2 separate regions of the Anas platyrhynchos genome follow, and region 1 is linked to region 2. Evidence: chromatin contacts called from public Hi-C data. All regions are on one chromosome and are shown on one strand. Each heading gives the region's core, a stretch centred on a gene start, on an enhancer-like site or on the middle of the called end of the contact. The rest is flanking DNA. Distances are from core to core; before and after follow the strand shown.

Evidence for each region. Hi-C and Micro-C count contacts between places; a contact is called where the count stands out from the background.
Region 1: a contact with region 2 is called in a Hi-C map of skeletal muscle, with 2.4 times the contacts expected there. The contact joins the promoter of LOC140003479 here to the enhancer-like site in region 2. A contact is called at or near these places in 6 of 8 Hi-C or Micro-C datasets (F1 follicle, F5 follicle, liver and 2 more).

Annotation. Positions count from the first base shown.
Region 1 is chr12:14,077,344-14,084,160 of IASCAAS_PekinDuck_T2T, forward strand. LOC140003479 (leukotriene B4 receptor 1-like) reads left to right here and starts at 5,246. Exons shown (of 1, transcript XM_072043805.1): 1 at 5,246-6,817. The coding sequence starts at 5,404. The coding sequence ends at 6,402. All of the region lies in intron 7 of LOC106019018 (a long non-coding RNA gene), which reads left to right.
Region 2 is chr12:14,046,151-14,052,592 of IASCAAS_PekinDuck_T2T, forward strand. It overlaps PLA2G15 (phospholipase A2 group XV), which reads right to left. Exons shown (of 6, transcript XM_027466866.3): 5 at 5,140-5,364; 6 at 1-2,139. The coding sequence ends at 1,628. All of the region lies in intron 5 of LOC106019018 (a long non-coding RNA gene), which reads left to right. Among named protein-coding and RNA genes, the nearest start is that of PLA2G15, 15 kb to the right of the region's middle. Within about 2 kb of position 3,346, at least 1 of the 8 cell types and tissues checked has an H3K27ac peak or open chromatin away from gene starts, as enhancers often do.

The DNA.
Region 1 (6,817 bases), core at 3,996-6,495, 33 kb after region 2:
ACACTTTCAGCACAGTTGACCAGATTCCTGACAAAAGGCCACAAAACCAGGGCTTTGTATCGCACTAGAGGTAATGGCTCAACACTTAATGTATTAAAGGAGTTAAGGCTCTTAAGCTGTTCAGATCTGCTGAGCAGGGTTGTTTCACAACATGAGAGAACACAGTTTGGACTGCTTTTCAAAAAGACAAGGAACACGCTAATGTAAATTAAACTAAAGACAGTATTGTTTCAATCATTGCTAAACTTTGCAAGTTTGTTGCTTCAGAGACATAGAAAATTAAATAAGATGCCAAGTTATTTTCATGGCAGAGCTGACCTGGTATTTGTTACATATTACACAATTGGAAATGGTCATGTAGTTCAAAACAGCACTAAGAGCTAGAATTTTAAGAATATATATAAAAAACATCTGCGAGATAGAAACAAGTAGGAAGCTTATCTAGAAAATGTTATCTACAGTATTGAAATTTAAGTTGCAATCATCTAACTTTTTCATGCCGGAGTCAGTTCTACGGGTCTCAGCCTTGAACTTGTACGTTGTCTGCCCTGTTTACAGACAATGGCTACGCCCTCCACATCTGCAGTATTAGGCAATGAAACAATAAATGGTTCTTCAATGCCACCCTCTGTTGAAAATACATAACTACATGGACAGATCCCTTTACAAAAGAGTATACTGTATGAAATAATATATACCTAGCCTGCATGCAGAACAGCTACCATCTGTTGCTGCACCACATGTACAGCAAAATACGGCATTGTTAAAATTAACTAAGATGCTCTGAGCACTTTAATTGCATTGCTGAATTTCAGAGACATGAATGCTACAGTAATGCAACATTTACATGAAACCCCAAACAAGTTAGAAATTACCGTACATTTAGATAGAGAAAAATCAAGTAACTTTGGTAGCAAGTCATCTAAGCAGTATTTGTAATCGGTAATTTATTACTCATAAAAGGAGGAGTGTGTGAAGAATGCATTTGCATTTGATTTACTCGGTAGCAATTGTGGTGCTATATACGCTCAGATAGATAAGGATTTTGGATAGCAACATTTTACGTACATAGCAATTTAATGACTGCTGATGTAAACGCAGACCAAAGTCTTACCTTTGAGTATAGCGAAACCGTACTTTTACTGTTTGAGAGCTTGTACTCTGAATAATAGAAAATTAAAGAATATACATTCATAATACTGAGAAAAGATACTCTACGTTTTTCCAAAACCTCTACATAATTGTTTATTCATATTCCTGCTTGTACTCAGACTTATAAATATAGACCTTCACTACCTCCTTAATTAGGGCCTCTACTCTCATGAGCCTAGTATGTCTGGTTGTACAAGGATAATATTTCAGCATTTAATTTGATAGTTTCACAATCGTTGGCAACATATTCAGATTGTTCATGATTGTTCTGTTACAGTAAGAAAGGTACTAATATGTAAGCATGTGTGAATGCACGTACAGTGTGCCTCAATAACCACTCCTCTTATCACGAGCTCTACAGCAGTTTTCCTGAATACAATGCGCAGGAATTCTTTTCTCTGGCCAGTTGTATTAAACCATTGTTATTTGCTACAGAGCTGGGTAGGAGTTATCATTTTGTAATATCGTTATTAAAAGACCAGTTAACAACACAGCACAGAATGTAACAAACTCTCTATTTATAGTGCAAGGTACATATCTTTCATTACATTCTGGAGCTGATCCCAGGGTAGCTCTTCATTAAGGTATTTTGCCTGGTGATGAAGCACTGAGAGTGTTCTCATTTGTACTTGCTGCATCATGGACAGCTATTGCAAACACTGTTTGCAAGAGCTTAGAAATGTCTAAAAAGTGTCTTTTCCTGCATTACGCTTTCCTTTATAGTAATTACAGAGTGGAGACATGCTGCGCACCATGGGATCCCATTTTTATAGAAGACCCTCCTGTAATCAGGAAAGCAACATGTAGATCAGCTTTGCACTGGCAAACCATATCAATTTACCCTAGCTTAGAGAATGGAGTAGCCCATAAGTTTCTGATCAAGGCATCGTGTGACTTCCCCACTGTCATTTATAACAGCATTGAACTGCAGTAGTTGTAGGGCAACTGTATCTATCCTGCAAATGCTATCTTCTTTCAGTGGCTGAAGAACTAAAGGGTTTAGACTAGGAACTTCTTTCAGAATCATCAGGCAAACAAGGTTGCTGGCATTGGTTTCCAGCCTCTCAGCAGAAACATGATACTTGCTATGCTTTCACCAGCAATTGCTTTATAGCCAAACATCCGCTGGATCTTTCTGAAGACAACAGTTGGAAAGAATTTTAAAAGCATTTTTGGGACTGTTCTTCATATAAGTTACTCATAATATGGATTTCCCATGCATCAGCTATTCTGTAAATTGTTACAGACATGCTCTTAATGCATGGAATGGTGGCAGTGCTTTGAGCAAAGGATGTTAACCCAAAGATTCAGCATCTCAGAGTGAAATTCTGATTCTCAGTATAATTCTCAGTATAATTCTGATTCTCAGTATAATTCTCAGCAAAAGCTGGAAGTATCAATTATCATTTCAGTGTAGCAGCCCAAACACATTAGCAGTCTAAAAATGCTCAATGGTGGTGCAAACTACAGACTATCCACCAGAGGGAAGCTCATGCATATGAAGAAACATAACGTGGATGAATGAAACACCTCCCTTGTACTTAAACCACAGCAAATTCAATTCAGAATGTTCCTTAGCAATAGCACAGACTTTCTCAATTTTGGAATGTTTTCAGAAATTATATGCCAATCTAAAGGTAACACACTTAACAGAAAGTTTCTCATGTTCATGACTGCACTATTGCATTACATATGGAAAGCATATATAACATACATGTACACAAAACTTTCATATTTAGACTTTTAGCTTTTAAACACAGAAATGCAGCCTAACTTCACTACTGTTAATACAATTGGGCCAGTGTTTATGAGGGCAGAATTGGGCGGAATTCCAGCAGCATGTTTATACATGACAAACTCCACCACACGTGGTCACTAGAATGACTGAGATACTGACTTGTTTAATCACTGTTGTGTTCAGCATGTTGTTGAACATACTGTATTGCTAATGGAAGTACCTGTTAAATTTCCCATAAGGTTTGTGTCCTACTAGGGTAAATTCAACAATAGCAGTCACTTTTAGAGATCATTAAAGACCTCCTAAAATGAGTCTGAACTTTTTGTAGTGATCCAACAACCACATAGAGCACTTCAAAAACACAGTCCTTAGCTAATGTTATCCCCAATATCTGTATTATTAAATCTAAAAGCCTGTCTTCAGAATGTTACTCAGGCAATCTCAGAATTTCAACACCTGTCTGGGATCTGTTTGGAGAGAAAAATCCCAGACTGTTCCTGCAATGTTGAGATTCATCTGGTTTCTTGTTTAAATGAAAGATACAGCCTGAGGCAGAGACCATCTGGCAAGCAAGCTTCAACTGAAGTGGGGGAAATATGTTTCTGAAAAACATAAGGACAGGTGCTTCAGAAGTACAACCAGATCCGCATGTCACTGGATTAGAACTATACTAATTCTGATTCCAATCTATTTTTATAGACAATTGTTTTTTTGCCACCAAAAATAAAGTTTTGAAGAAGAAAATCTTACAGAGGTACTGAGCATCTCTCCTTGATTTTTTTTTTATTTTTTTTTTTAAGTATCTGCAATGTAGTTCAGTCTGGATGTACCACTGGCAATAAGTAAATAAAAAGCCCTCCCAAAGTTACTTCTGGGCAAATAATGTGTACGAAGGTGATTTCAGTAGAAGAAGAGACATTGCCCACCACTTCCTTTTATTAGTGGATTTTCAGAAATTCCCTTTAGAATATACACAATTGATTTGGGTTTTCCCCTACCCAATTGGTACTAAATGCAGTAAAAAATAAAAGGAACTGGAATCATACGATGAAACCCAAATTAAAATATCAATTACACAAAGAGCGTTTTGAAAAAAATATTCTTGACTTCAGTGGAGTTATTCTGGATTTGCAGTTGATCTCATTATACTCTTACGAGATCAAAAACGGCTAAGCCGATTTGGGGTTGGGAATAGGTGTTGCAATCCTTTTCCCATTTTGGAAGATACTTCTTAACATTATGTACTACATTTGCCAGGTTTGTAAAAAATCTACCTCAACATTTAATGAAATAATCTGTACCACGATTTAAAATTTAATAGATTGTGCTATGCATTATGCATAATCTGTGCTTATTTTACATAAAAATACTCTTCTAGTTTCACTTCTGTGACTCTTAATAATTTTTGTTGGTGCTGCTGTTTTGGTTCCTCCTTTAATTATTTGGAACCAGACTTAAAATGTTCTGACACTAGAGTAAAACAGTGCTTCCATAATCTTTGGCCAGACAAAGATTTATTTATTTATTTATTTTAAGAACTTTTGATTCACACAGGATTTGAATACTGCACTAACTACTGGGTTTCCTAGGAGATAAAGTCATAGCACATTGCTGTCACAGTAGGACAACCTAATCATATATTTTCTGAGACACAGACCATTTCCTCCCAACATTACACCCAGACTATTCTGATGGTGGTTGTTTAGCTAAAGAACTGCATTTTCCCAGAGCATTGGGTGATATTGGTAGTAGGGTGATGATTGAACCAGATAACCATGAAGGTCTTTTCCAACCTGAATGATTCTATGATTAGAATTACAACTCTATCCAACTTCATTGTACTGGTACAATCTCACTACAAAAGATGATTTCCTCTGTGCCAGCCTATTTCTAAAGCATGTTCAAGATCAACTGTCTTCTGCTGAATTAACAACAACAACAACCAAAAAAAAGATTATATGAAGGTAGAGAGTATAATAATGTTTCATGCTCTAGAATGCAATGTCATGTCAAACATTTAATGCACACTTTTGGTTTATCTGCCACCCTTCTATCTTTTTGTTTTAAAATACTTAAAATAGAATGTTGACATATTCACACAAACAAAAGTGAAGTAGCAAAAGGACAACTTTTTTCCTCCTCATACCTGTTGGTTAGACCAGTAGCTTTAACCAAGTAGCAGGCTTCTTAAAAGAGGGAGACTTTTGAAAGATCACCTCCATGCTTTAAAATCTGCTGTGATGCATATGTAATTAAGAGCAAAGTCAGGGACAATACTATTTTTATCTGTGCTCTGCATGCAAAAAGACACTGTTTTCCTAAACAACAGGAAGAACGCATGCGGTCAGACGTTTGTGAGCATTAGGATGTGAGGTCACATGCCAGACAAGTCTGCAGAATATCAGTTAGGGAAGTTTCTCTCAAGTTGTTTGCTGACAGTTTCAGAATCAAAACTTTCAGAGTGCAAAGCACCAAGGATATTAGCACCTGAAAAGAACTGAAAAATTTCTGGAATGAGTGAAGCTGAGGAAGTCAGCACCGACTTGACATGGAACGCTGTGAAGTTTGTAGTCTGCATGATACTGAGCTTGTCATTTATTATTGGGACCCCTGGAAATTGCGTTGTCATCTGGACTGTTTGTACAAAAATGAAGCAAGTATCTCCTTCAGTCCTGCTGATCTTGAACCTGGCCATTGCGGATATCCTCGTACTGATCACTTTGCCAATCTGGATTTACTCCTTTGCTGACTCATGGGTTTTTGGAATTGTGTTCTGCAAAATACTGGTCTTCATGATTTACTGCAGCATGTATGCAAGTATATTTCTAATTACAGCACTGAGCTTGGAGAGACTAATGGCTGTGTTTTACCCTTTCACAATGCAAAGGTACAAAAAAAAAGAAAATATTTTTGTAATCATGTTCCTCATTTGGTTCCTGTCCATTGCTTTTGGCGTTACTATTATTCCATTCCAAGAGACAGATGAAATCAACGGTGGACTACAGTGCACATGTCGCAACTACTCTACTACTGGACAGAGAGTGTCATATCTTTTGTTGGAGACTCTTGCAGGTTTTGTAATTCCTTTTTTAATTATATGCACTTGCTATGTGTGTGTTGCAAAAAGAATAAGACAAATGACTTACCGATCAAAGCAGCGATCAGAACGGCTCATTACCAGCATCGTGGTGGCATTCATTTTATGCTGGTTCCCACATCATCTCTTTAACATCTTAGATATTATTTCAGTTCAGATAGAAGACTCTAATGAGACACTGGAAAAGATTATAGACAAAGGAGAGTACGTCTCCGGAGCACTTGTATTTATCAGTAGCTGTATTAACCCTCTACTTTATGCTTTTGCTGCACGAAAATTCCAGAATCACCTGAGATTTACCAAGATATCAAAACTGTTTGAACAGTTGAGTCAGACTGTAACAGAGGAAGACAAGAAAAAGATTTCTCCTGTTACCAAGCAAGAAACTACTGTAGCAGGCACAGAGATTCTCTAACAAAGAGCATAGACTTAGTGAGCAATGGATTTCTGGGGCATTCATTCAGTAGTCCTTTCACCTAGTAGTCAGTTTGGTTTTCCAAGTAGTCCAGCGGATGCTAGAGACAATTCAGGTTGTGTGTGTTACAAAACAATCGGCAGTGACAACCTTGTTTGGCTCCTGACCTTGTATCCATGTCACCAAATCAGTTTCACCGGTGCTGAGAAGCAAGATGGCTAGAAGCTTAAAGTATAGGGAATACAACATTTTTATTTTCCATTACAATTATTTGTGATTTCTAGAAAAGACATTTATGTGGAAAACAAGATTTGGAAATTTAAAACTTAAAAAGTTTGTCTGGAAGAAGATTTGAAATGCTCAAAAAATCCATAAATATAACCCAAAGTTCTAAATGAGCATGCTTAGATTCTTG
Region 2 (6,442 bases), core at 2,096-4,595:
CAAATCATTTCAGAAATTAAATTTAAAGCTTTAAACCTACTTCCTGTGCCAAAAATATTTCCTACGGTAATAAGAGTTCAAACCTGTCATTTCAACATACCTTCTTCTTATATTTGATGGTAGTAGGCATTTTATGCATGCTACAAAAATAGTTAAAGTTTACCCTTCAGAGAACTTCAGTTTCATAAGTAGTGAATCCTTAATGCTTCTCATGAGTTTTTAGAACTCCTTTTTCCTGGAAGACGTAGCATTTTGAAAGCATTCAAAGTTGTTTTCTGAGAACTAAATAGAGTCCAACTGGGTGGCTAGTTTTAAAGCAAGCAAGAAGAATCTTCCAGTGACATTTTTCCAGTGGGACTTCTATAATCAAGGTTATAAATACCATGGCCTTTATGCCATCATTTGTGTAGTTCAAAGCTGAAATATTTTTTCTAAACACTGAATAAAACAGTACTGTAGTAACAGAGTTGCATGTTTGGCAATTATCTAAACAGTTAAGGAACAGAAATTGAGATCTCAACTTCTTAAAACAGCAATTATATAACTCAAATTCAGTTCCCATAGATCGTGTTTTGAAGTTTGAAGTTCCTTTTCAACTGAGGGCAACATTGATCCAACCACTGCTTGTCCAGTAACTGAATAAGAGCTTAAGTATTTGAGAACAAGGCTTGTATTTTATACTAGTGCTACACTGGCTTCCACTCCATGCCCTATTTCATCTTCCATTTTAATGAATGCCCACCATCCATTATCATTTCCACTACTGGAGATCTTTTGCAACCTGAAGTGCAATTCTGCACTGTATGTATTGTTTGCCTGCACTCAATTGTATTAGCTTTACTTTACATGCTAAAGAATTTACACAGCTAAAGAAGGGTATTGCAAGCCCCAGCCACAGCTGAACTTCTTTCCTTCATGGATAATAATGCACCAGGATAATAATCCTCAGATTCCTGATTAAATCATTAGGCTCTAGAAGTCAATAAGCAAACAACTTTTCCTCTTAAGAAAAAAGGTACCTGATGAGAACCTTAAAATAATTAACACATTATCTTTCCCCAAGAAGCTGTAACAAAAGAAAGGCTGGATATGACAAAAGGTCATCCAGTATCTGGCAGACCTCTTGTCTATCTTACCTAGTAGATATGTACATTTACAAACTAAGGCAGTGGGAACTATGGATCAGAATATGCAAGACCCTTTAGAAGGAATTTGCTGTGCTTCTCAAGTTATTAATATCCTTCCCTTGTTTCATGGGAGTCAGATTGCAATCCTTCCCAGCCCTCCTACTCCTAACCCTAGAAGGCCACACAAAGGAGAAATCATGTAGTACGTGCAAGGGGCTGCACAATCTCCAAATGAAGGTCTGTATGAATACTGGACACAATACTGGAGGCACCAAAATGCATATTTGACCAGGTTTTCAGAATATGAAAACACCATGAAGCATCATGAACATACATCAGAGACAACCATTTAGGACACGAACCAACTTCTTGAACACAACCTTAAAAAAAAAAAAACAAAATAAATAATTCAAATAACTAAATACCAAGGGATTAAAAGGCATTTCCCTTACTTAAGGGAAGGCATCACAGGTGAGGAAAATAATTGTCAACACAAGGTATCACAAATTAAAAAGCAGCTTTTTCACATAAGAGATAGTAGTATCATTTGATAGCATTTGAATGTGCTCATTTCCTGAAAGCTCAAATACCACCACTTTCTGTTTTTGCATGTCCACCCACTTTTGACATTGCAAGGCACTCTGCAAGTTTACTGTACCATCCCCATCACTGTAAATGATCTTGGGCTCTTTGTCAGGAAAACTTTCATAATGGAAGGAATCTGGTGTTTCTACGCCAGTACCATAAAGACAGTGTATGCGCACACCAGGTGGTTTCATCTGGTAGACCAAGGGTTCAGTGTCTTGTCTCATGAGCCAGCCATCTTCAAAATTGATGTCCCTGTAGAATTTTTGGTAATCCCGAAGGGTATAGTTGGCCGTAGGTGTGGTTACGAAGACCTTATCTGGAGGCCATGTGTAGTTGTAGGGGAGCATCCAATTTGTGGAAACCGCTGATCGCTGCTGATCTCGAATCTTGAGTGAACTGATGACAGGTATTCTGTTGTTGTCACCTTAAAATAAAAAGAGGTAAAATTACATTATACATAAGACAGTGCATGATCTCATAACCAGAAGCAATTAGTACCACTCAGTGATAAATCAAAAAATATTCCCTTTGCATACACTGAAAATTGAAGAAGTTTTTCATTTTTTGATTGTCTCAGCAATCAACTTCTGCAAACTTCCAATAACTTACAGATTCACGTACAAGTTAATGACTATGAATGACTGACAAACCCAAGAGCACTGCTACCTTAAAGGTCTTGAATTATCATACACCCAATAAGCCTCAAAATGATTCCATTTTATCCCATTTAGGTTTAATACAGTATATTAGTGTTTGATCAAAACATTTGAAGAATAATTTTTTTGTTGTTGACATCAAGACTATACATTTTTCTTGGCAGTCTGTTCTAAAGATGGATCAAATTAACATGGGATTAAATTATAACTTATGTGCTTTCTTCAGATTGTAACCACTACTTGTGTCTTTCTCCCCCCAAATTAAAAGCCACTTAATAAATAGTATGCATTTATTTTTGGAATTATTTTTTTTTGAAACAGTTCTGAGATCAGAGGTGTTTTTTTTTTTTTTATGGTGACTGTTCTGACCTATTTTCTATCACAGTGGCTAGCACATCTCAATTCTTTTGTCAGCTGAAACTTGAATCTGATTTTTTATTATTAGGTTCAAGTAGTTACAGCATGTTGTTATTCATGTCAACAGAACCTTAAAAAGCGAAATACCAAACTGCTGTTCCTGAAACAGCACCAAAGCATGTATTTTTCAATTCCATAAGGTGGCACTGTCGGTTCAGGAAGACAAGCTAAAGCACAGTATTTACTGCCATTTTCAGGAGGATTGCATGGAGACATTACGAGAATAATCCTGGGAAACAGATAGAAAGGAAACTCAAGAGAGCACAGCAAGAATTACAGAAGTCCTTAAATGCATTTCACATTACTGTGTGCTGTAAATACTTAGCTGTGCACACTCACCACTAAGATACCAAATACTACTTGTAAGTTTTCAGCAATGAAATCCTGAGTTCCAAACCTAAAAATTAGACAAGTCTACCAAGCTGTTTATTCTACTTGAAATAAACAAGTACAGAACCTGACACTCTACTCCAGCCTTTTCTTTCAGAACTGCTTATCAAATCTTACACGTTTTCCTGAAGTGCAGAAGTACTATAAGGTCAAGACCACACTTAACACCAGAGCAGACACCGACATTATGGTATATAAAATATTAGGTCTAAAGACAACGTTGTCAGCATTTCAAGCTGACAATCAGAAAAAAGAACAAGTGAACTTTGCATCTATGCTTGCCATATGTAAAACAGGAAAAGCATCCTCATTTTATTGGCAATATAATTGTTATAATAAAAATACCGATCCTGTGAAGCACTTAAATATGTAGCAGTAAGCAACACAGAAGATCTAGAGACAGTAAATTTCCACTTGAGTGCTGCTTGCCACTTGGATAACAACCATGGATTTAATATCAAGTCCTAGCCATTAACATACTATAAACAGGAATGGGAACAGACAGAATGCATTTTTGCTTGAAGAAAGCTTGCCTGATGTTTCCTCCAGGAATGCAGTATTTCTGCTAAAGCAACAATTCTTCTGCATGCCAGTATCCTGATAGTTTCAGAAACAAGCCAGACTAATGTAATCAAAACATTAACACCTGATGGTGATTTTTTTTTTTTTACCTACAAATGTTTAGGAGACAGAACTAGCCTAAGAATGGGCTATACAGATAGTATAGTATGATACTATACTATGCCTCTTAAGTTTCCTACATCTTGACTTTTCTGCTCCAAACCATGAAGTTCAATACTACAGACATACAAATTAAGAGATGATTATGTTTTAGTAAGAATCTATTCATTAGATGTATGTAGCTAGCTAATTCGGATGAGATGCATTATAATGGATAGACAAAATATGAAGCACTGAAATTTAATTCAAAGGGAATCCGAGACTGAAATTGTGTAGTCTTTTCAAATTTTATGAAGCTATTCTTAACATTGCTCACTTTCTGCCCTTTCTATAGCATACAAACTTGTCAGACAAAGCCTGTGGAAAGAAGGAAGTCAATTTATTTTTTATCATATCTTACAGTGCCACTGCAATAGAGTAAACAATGTACAACTCAATACGAACATCTGAATTAATGTATCTATACATATATATTTTAAATAACTGAGTTGTGCATTCCTGTTCAGAATCAAATTTCTTTGCTAAGCAAAGAATTTTTTTGATTTGTCCATGCATGGCTGGCAGTTGCTGTGTGCTCTGCATTTTGATGAAGCCCATTTCTGACGTCAGCTTTGTTTGGGAAGCAACTAATAACCAAAGCTAGCCAAACAAAAGCAAGGAAACAGCAGGACAGAAACACCACAAATTAAATGCTAAAAACACAATAACGTTGTTTTGCTGTGAAATAGTAATGGTGTAACATGATGTGGTAACTGAGCTTTCTCTCAGTTGTTTGCAGTTGCATAGTGAAAGACTTTTTTTTTTTTTTAAACCAAGCTATAACTTCAGCAGGCATCTGTGCTCCAGGCACCACACCACTTCATTGCATGTACCAGTTCCCCTTCATGTTCATATCAAGCAGCTGTATGATATTTAATCAAAGGCAACTACTGAATGCTCTAGAGTCCATGTTGGCTTAGCAATACTGGACAGAGAACAGGCAGGCTGTGGGCAGAAGTGACAGAAATAAGAGGCAGCAGGTCAAACAGCAGCTGCTTGTGTCATCTGCTGAAAAGTTAAGAGGGGATGCAGCTCCTAGTTAAGAGATGTACAAACTTGGTCTATTCCCATGAATGGAAAGACAGTCTGGCCACAGAACTTGAGACATCAACTTGACACCACTTACAAAAAATATTTTAACTTCATAGTACCTTCTACTTTCATCCTCTGGTCTTACAGTAAACTATTTAGTGTATTTCATGCTACTTACGAAATGCACCGCAAACCCTCAAATTACCTACCTGAAGCCAGCACACGGAGAGTTTTAGCCACTCCTCCCCAGGGAGCACCTAATGACACATAGTCCTTTATGTACTTGTCTTTCCATTCCTGAGTCTGATGGTTTAGGAAGTACAGGGTGTACATGTTACCCATACTGTGGGCAATTAAAACAACAGGACTTCCATACTGCTCATACATTAACTCTATCATCTTGCGAAGGGCCACAAAATAGTCTCCATTCTCATCTAAATGAGAAATACACAGGTCACACAGTTATAATCACTAATTGTCGTTGCCATCCTTCAACACAATTATTTAAAAGGTTATATTTTGAAGCAAATCAAAACCAGTGCATCTTTACATCAGTATTTTATGAAAGGCTGATGCTTTAAGACTGTTTCATAGAAGTAGGAAGAAACTAATATATTTTAGAACATTACTCCATTTTTTCCTACCTTTAAAATACATTTAAGATGAGATTTTCTGGGAAATATCCCATGCTGATGGAATGCTAATTTTCCTCCCACAAAAAAAATCAACAGTGGAATTCATTTGGAGTCTAAAATAATTGTGCTAATGCAGAGTTTTGGAAAAAAAATCTGAACTTCCTCTGAATTATATTTTTTTTCTTCCCCAAAAATGTAACAGTTTTGTAGGTCCAGGAAGATTCATCATTTCATGAAAGTACAAATAAAGGTCAGATCAGTCTTTTAAAGTATGTATGAACCTTTTAACAACACATCTTCTATAAGCAAAGTTATCCCTAAATAAGAGTCTTTGCAGATTCCTGCTGGCACAGTATACTTCATTTCTATTAGATGTAATGAAATGAGCTTTAAAATGAAGAGGGGGAAAAAAAGATCAATAATACCTTTCTATAACCCTGTAATAAGATACCAATTCTATGTGTCAATTGCAACAGAAATTTAAAGCGGTCACATCAGAAACAAAAGCCATCGTTATTGATTTTCCTTCAGGCAGTATTCCTGGATGCCAGGGTTACATGCTTCAGTTTTGTGGGCCAAAGTGAACTTGATACTAGAATATTAGTATTAATAAAACATATATACTATTTCTTCAATATGCTTCACAAGCTGTGAAGAATCTACACACCACTTGTGCTAATGTGGAACAGAATAAGATGAAAAGTACTATGTTCTAACACTTACATAAAAACAAACTTAAAAATGTAGGCAGCACCCCTCATTGTTCAGTTTTAAGGACACTAAATACAATTTATTCCTCAGGATATAATTAAGGCAGTTCTGCTAGTTTTGGTATGACACCAGCATCAGCAAAGTGATACCCTTAGCAAAGTTCTTT